Regions from separate parts of the Rattus norvegicus genome. Here region 2 is linked to region 1. A link is a contact called in public Hi-C data. All regions are on one chromosome and are shown on one strand. Each heading gives the region's core, a stretch centred on a gene start, on an enhancer-like site or on the middle of the called end of the contact. The rest is flanking DNA. Distances are from core to core; before and after follow the strand shown. Region 1 has its middle 120 kb from the start of Csnk1g3. Region 2 has its middle 470 kb from the start of Csnk1g3.

What was found. Hi-C and Micro-C count contacts between places; a contact is called where the count stands out from the background.
Region 2: a Hi-C map of the A7r5 cell line shows a contact between it and region 1, with 2.0 times the contacts expected there. The contact joins two enhancer-like sites. A contact is called at or near these places in 2 of 12 Hi-C or Micro-C datasets (the A7r5 cell line and Schwann cells) and 1 of 1 datasets of contacts at active chromatin or transcription factors (oligodendrocytes).

Annotation. Positions count from the first base shown.
Region 1 is chr18:49,614,458-49,617,801 of GRCr8, reverse strand. No RefSeq gene overlaps it. Among named protein-coding and RNA genes, the nearest start is that of Csnk1g3, 120 kb to the right of the region's middle. Within about 2 kb of position 1,366, at least 1 of the 93 cell types and tissues checked has an H3K27ac peak or open chromatin away from gene starts, as enhancers often do. A contact at or near this core is called in the A7r5 cell line, where this site is marked.
Region 2 is chr18:49,965,866-49,969,419 of GRCr8, reverse strand. No RefSeq gene overlaps it. Among named protein-coding and RNA genes, the nearest start is that of Csnk1g3, 470 kb to the right of the region's middle. Within about 2 kb of position 1,964, at least 4 of the 93 cell types and tissues checked have an H3K27ac peak or open chromatin away from gene starts, as enhancers often do. A contact at or near this core is called in the A7r5 cell line, where this site is marked.

The sequences.
Region 1 (3,344 bases), core at 117-2,616:
TGGCCAACCATGCTCAGTAAAGACCAAACCCCTTCCCAAGTTTCTAGCCTGATTCATTTTTCAAGGACTTGTTAACTCCAAGGCTGGGAAGGGCTTCCAATTGGATATTGGATATCTTACTTCATGTATGAACATGAACTCAGGTCTAATTTGATATTTATAAACAAAGCAATGTGACACTTAACTCTCGTCTTTAATTTGTTTCTTCTCCTTCATAATCCTAGTGTATTAAAATGTCCTCTTACCACAAATGCTTTGTGCTATGATTACCACAGATCACCTCACAAGTAGCTGTGGTTAACTGTACAAGACCTGCAAAAGATCAGACTACTCAAAATTCCCACACAGTTGAAGGAGGAGCCCTAAACTGAAATAAACCCTTTCCTCCTCTAGTTGCTTTTGGCCATGGAGTTTTATCATGGCAGGAGAAAGCTAATCAAGACACCTGGAATCCTAAGTATCCTTTAAAAGAACAAACTCAGAGGAAGGAAAGGGTAACACGATCATAGGCACACTATCCATAATGCAGTGACACACTCAGAAATGTCATTGTCTTTAAGATGCTGAAGAAAGGAAGGGACACATTCTCTCCCAAATCTCCTACAGTAGAAACCAGCCCCCAACCTTCAGGACTGGAGCCTTGCAAAACTGACTTCAGACTCTGACTCATAGTAGTTGGGAATAATAAGTCCATGCCATTGGCTACAAGTCTTGTAACTGTTACAACAGCAACAAGCAACAATTATTGAAAATCTAATACATATCTCTCCTTATCCAGAGTGCTTGGTAAAATCATTAAGCTTTTCTTTTCTTTCTTTCTTCTTTCTTTCTTTGTTTCTTTCTTTCTTCCTTCCTTCCTTTCGTTCTCTCTTTCTTCCTTCCTTCCTTTCTTTCTTTCTTTCCTTTTCTTTTCTATTTTCTTTCTCTGTTTCTTTGTTTCTTTCTTTCTTTCCTTTTCTTTTCTATTTTCTACAACTAGTCAGGGAGTTAAACTGATCTAACATTTGTTTACCTTTACCATCCTACTCAGATTTTAGAATCCAAGTTTTCTAAGCCAGAAAAAGAAGGATAAACACTTAGGGTCCAAGAATTGCTGAAAGAAGACCCCCCCAAACTCAAATAGTATGCAAAGGTATAGTGCATTTGTTCTACAGAAATTACCAACATGAAGGGGTCAACCTTTCGTCAAAATGGTGACCCCAGACAAAGATACGCAGGCATTTTTATAGGGAACTAGGAAGTTTTAACTAGGGTTAGGTAATCTAAAATTTTATTGGTCAGTGCTGAGGATATTACATGGGTCGTTTCTGATTGGCTTGTGTCCAGGTGGTCAGTGGACTGCATTCCTGTGTCATGAACATTTAACCACAGGATGAGATACTCAAACCATATAAGGCTCTTCTTTGGAAGGAGGATTTTATAGCCTTGTTATCTCCTCTGGCTAGGTGTCCCAGGAGCTGACTCAGCTCCAGATTTATCCTCCCTAAATCACGGCTGTCACTAACTAAAGACCCATTGTCAGTGCCTCCTTCTGGCGAGACCAGTATGTTTCACGAATTTTGTTCCCAAAATTTCTGGACCTGCTAAACAAAAATGATGTGTAAAAGCATGCACTTTCATGTTCCAAGAACTCACACACATGACCCAGTCAAATTCTTGTTTGAGCCTAAAGAACAGGGGATAGTTTCCTAATCTCTTACAAAATTATACACAGGCTTGGAGATGGGCAAGCTTCCCTCCTCAAACTGTCTGTCCTCCTAAAAGCTTCCTCCACGTTCTGCTGCAAGAAAAATGCCTTTGGTGAAATCAATTCAAACTATCCAGTGACAGATTTAAAAAAGTAGTAAGCATTTCTGTTTCTTTTCTATTTTAAGTTAACCTAAGTATCTCATAATATCCTCTGTGTTTAAGGGAAAACACACCATTGCTAAGAAATACACTATTTTTTTGACAACCTATCTTGCTGATGATAGTTTTAGTCATTCATTTCAGCTTCAGGAAAGAGAAATTCAGCCATTTATCACAGTCCTACAGAAGTCATCCACATTTCTGCTGAATCAAGCATGAAATACTGCTGTGTGTTGCATTCAACCAAAGCCCATCACCTCAGCTACCATACGTCGCTAACTATTAAGACGAAACAAGAATTGGTTTTTCAGCCTAATAGTCTACCTGAAAGTCTCTCTTGGGCAGGTTTGACCTTTACTATTAAGAATTCCATTTTACCGTAAGCGCTTACATTTGTGTTACTGCTTAACACAAACTCTTCCTGGGGATCTTCCCTGACAATTTCTAACTATACTTATGCATGCAGAGTACTTGCCTAACTGCTAGTCAGAAAATGCAGTAGTGTTAACCAGGCAATAACATGTCCTGTTATGTCAGAACTGTGACGGTCAGAACAGTTTCCTGCAGAGAAATGAGATGTTTTGTATCTTTCGGCCATCCATGTAATTTAAACATGCTCCTAGCTGCTGATGTTGGCACCACCCTCCATGTGTCACTTTGCTGTTTTTCAACTTGTCCTCCCTACCCTCTCACCTGTGTTTAACTAAGTAGCATTTTTTCTCATGCTCTACAACTTACAGAATTTCATAACATGTACAGCCATTTAAATTTTAAGTCAAAAGGTATCTTTTTAAAATCAGTAAGAAAGTCACATTAATAAAATGGTTATGTCAGGCTGTGGTGGTGCATGCCTTTAAATCCCAGCATTTGGGAGGCAGAGGCAGGGGGTTCTCTGTGAGTTTGAGGACAGCCAGGGGTAAATGCAGAAACCCTGTCTTGAAACAACAATAACAACAAAGATTATGTATGCTTCTTTAACCAGGAAATTAATCTCTTGTGAAATAACTTATGTGATTCTTATTGTCAACGAGGGGCGCTGAGGGTACCTGGAAGAGAATGGGGGACAAGAGACGCGAAGAAGGACGCCAAGAGTCTGATCAAGGTGACAATTTTATTTTTTCCCAAGGCTGAATTTATACCATAACAGGGGTAACAGAGGGAGGGAGCAAGTGTGAAACATTTCCGCAGGCCAAGGACACAGTATTTGTGTGGTTAGCTGATGTCAACTGAATGTCAGAAAGGTCACAGGTTTGTCATATCTATTAGTCAGCAGGATGTTGGTTTTTAAGAAAGGTTACAGGTCACCACATTGGGCATCTTGACCTCAGATGTATTTCTCAGCAAGGTCAGAGCTTTATTATATTATTATTCATCTTGACCACCAGATTTGTATTATTCTTCTGCAGCTGGCTGGGGATTTTCCATGAACCCAGTCATATTTAATTCTAACCATAATAATAACATCAATAATGGAGGGCTTCAAGGGCATCGCTCCC
Region 2 (3,554 bases), core at 715-3,214, 350 kb before region 1:
TTTTCTTTTTTTTCCTTTTTTTTCAAAAACCCTTTGGCAGAAAACACATTTATTCCCATCAAATTTCAAACTAGACTTGCAGATTCCTCTGTGACAGAATTACAGAACTAGCCTAGGATGTTACAAAGCCAAGTAAGACCATCGTCATCAGGTTTCCATGTGCAAAGGAGAAATATGACTGATGAATTCGTTTCAATGAGTGGGTTGACAAATCTGCTGTGTGGATTGCAGACAGGGTGATTTAACACCTGAGGTAAAAACTTCATTGGGAGAGTATCTGAGAGAATGAGTCTACAATTGCACCACTGGCAGCCACATCTGTGACATCCCATACCTCTTCAGCTTTCCTCCATCTCGTGCTTGCTATTTCTCCCCTGCAATCCATCTCTGGAAGCTTTAGTTGATTAACAAGCACTGAGTGTTGGACGTGCTGAGATCCCATGCTTCCTGGACTCTGTGACAAGTAAATGACTGATACTTAAGTCCTTGTGTAGGGTCAGCTTCTATGAACCCAAGGAAGTCCAGAATGAAGATGATTGTAAAGACAGAGAGCACAGGGCTTATGTAGCTTGACTCTGAGGAGTCATCCTCACAGGGGATTTAGGACTAACATAGAGAATAATATTGCAGCATGAGGAATATGCCACAGTGGGGATCACTGAGTGCCAATTTCCACATGCAATTGTTCTAATACAAAACAAACTGTGGAGGCTGGAGAGATGACTCATTGGTCAAGAGAACTTGTTGCTCTTCCAGGGGTCCCAGGTTCAATTCACAGTAATTACATGGCAGCTTCCTACTGTTAGGGGGTGTCAATATCCTCTTTGACTTCAGTGGACCCTGTATGCACATGGTTCACAGACATATACACAGACAGACAAAATACCCATACATATAAAGTAATAAAATAAAAATAACTTTAAGGGGTTGGGGATTTAGCTCAGTGGTAGAGCGCTTGCCTAGCAAGCGCAAGGTCCTGGGTTCGGTCCCCAGCTCCGAAAAAAAGAAAAGGAAAAAAAATAACTTTAAAAAACATTGAAAAAATAAGTAGTGTGTGGTGTATGGTGTGTGTGTGTGTGTGTGTGTGTGTGTGTGTGTGTGTGTGTGCACGCGCGCACGTGTGTGTTAGTGTGCTTATATGTGTGTATTGGGGAGGGCAGATTGTCGGGGGAGTAAGGAGTAAAGATTTCCCCTCTTCTATGACTAAGATTATGACTAAGAAGATAAAACATGGCTTTGAGATTTGTCTTCATGTTTGAAAAGGCATTTGAATGTTATTAACATTTTTCAGGAAGTGCTGAACACCAACTTGAAGCTTTTATCAGCTTTCCCTTGCTCTAATTTCTAAAGCAAAAATGCCTTCCTTCCAAATAGTCTATTAAACGAACATATGAAATTAACGAAACATATCATTGCTTTCACAATGGCCAAATTGTAGATTTGTCACAGTACAGAGACAGAAACTCATTAAGCCATTGTGCCTCCACTCCAGATTATAGCTCGCCGAAAGAAAAAGAATTCTCCAACCCACCAAACCTCCTCCGTTCCCCCATTGTCTCTCTGAAACATCTTTTATAGTTCTAGCTGCAAATCATCTGACTTATCTCTTCCTGCCCATAATATCAGTGCGCAGAAGCTAGGAAGAGCTGTGGCTGAAAATGAGACTCTGCGGGGGGCGGGGGGGATTTCAGGTTTATTTGGGAATGAAGATAGAGTTGACAAGTTCTTGCAGCCTTTGAAAGCCGAGGAGTATACCAGCCTTCCCCCTTATCAGCCTGTCAAACCCCTTCCCTCAGAGTTCAGCCAACTGTGAAGTATTTATCCCATCGGGCTTGGGCATTTTAGCAAATGTCAGCACGGTTGCAGTGGGAATCCAAACTGATCATTCAGCTATTCTCCACACAGCCCCAAACAATGCTCCATCTTTTGAGCGGATTCTGTGAATTCAGGAAAGAATGACAGGAGACGGCAAGTGTGACTCAAATTTGAGCTGGCCAGTCCTCTTTCCAGACGTGACCCCTGCACTTAGTCATAATCAAATGCTGACGGAATAGAAAAAAATGCCTCATGCCTTTCCAGACAAATGCTGTCTCATTGTCTTCGGTTATCAAAATCAGTTTGCATTTAAAAGTCATGGCACAGGGGCACTTTGACAAGAAGTCTTTTCAAGTATTCATTAACTCTTTCATTGGAATAAAAGTAAAGCCAATGAAACTTCTCACAAAACTCTTGCCAATAAAAGCATCTTTCTGGGGTTCGTCTTGAACTTTTTATTGCTTTCAATTTCTAGGAAGTGACCTGTTGTGGGAGGAAAGAAATAGATTGATTCCATTTGGGCCCTTCCCACATTTTCTGTGGTCTCTGCATTTCTGATTTGTTCAGATAGCAGTATTCACTGTGTACATAATGGGGGAGAGAATAGAAAAAGATGGATCTGTTTATGCTTTTGTCCAATCAAATATGCCCACTATACTAACATATACTGTATAATAATATACCTATCATATACTAACTGAGAGGGTGGAGGCTATGGACTTGGGGACAGACTAAAAAGTAAACATTTCTGTTTAGAAAGATGGAAACTTGAAGGATTTGGTTTGCCTCCCTCGGGCTGGGAAGTCTAAAGAGTGAAGGGCATGCATGCTACTGGAAAGTTCATCAAAATTTCTGTGGTAAGGTCTTCAGCAAAACTCTGTCTTCTCTGATAAAACTCTACCCTTTGCTTTTAATATGACCTTGAACCAATGAGGTGAGGATCACACACAATATAGAGATAATGTATTTTATTTGAAGTCAATTGATTGTGAGTGTATATGCTAATTACATCCAAAAATACCTCCGGGGCAACATCCTGACTAGCTAGATCAGACAGTCAGACACGACATTCTAGTCAAGCTGAACCTAACTCTGACTGTCACTATTGTCAAAGGAAAAGCACTGCCCTCAAGCCTTCTGTTGTATTTTCAAAAATATGGTATTCTCTGTGAGAAAGCCCGGAACAAATTCCATGGATACTACTTTCTGAATGTTCCTGGGCAAGTCCAAAATTGTCTGTTTTCATTTTTCTATTTATAAAATTAGGAACATTAATGAATATCCTTTTTACTACGAATACAGAAAGTGCCATCCAGCCAAGGTCAAGAGAATGGAAAGGGAATGGATAGTTTTGAGTGACTAAGGCCACATTTGAAGTTTAACTTCATCTAGAGCCCACTGTAGACACTCAGGATCTCAATACCTCTCAAATATCTCTTCTCTCCTTGGCTATTTGAGCCCTCCCTTGTATAGGGAAACCTCTTCTAGCCTCTTCAGTATTCAGCTTGGTAGGTGAAAGGTCACTTGTGAGCTCTTCAGAGCCATGCTCACTCACAAACACACTCACTGCATGTTGGGTAATTGCTTTATTTGACAATGCTAGAAAAAGAAGCCCATTCAAGCAGGCACATAGAGAGTGGAGACTGGATGACTCTTCAATCACAATTTTGGAAGCCCTTATTCAGAAAGTAAAAAATAGATGCCAGGGAGGCAGAATACATGTTTTCTGTGTGATGATT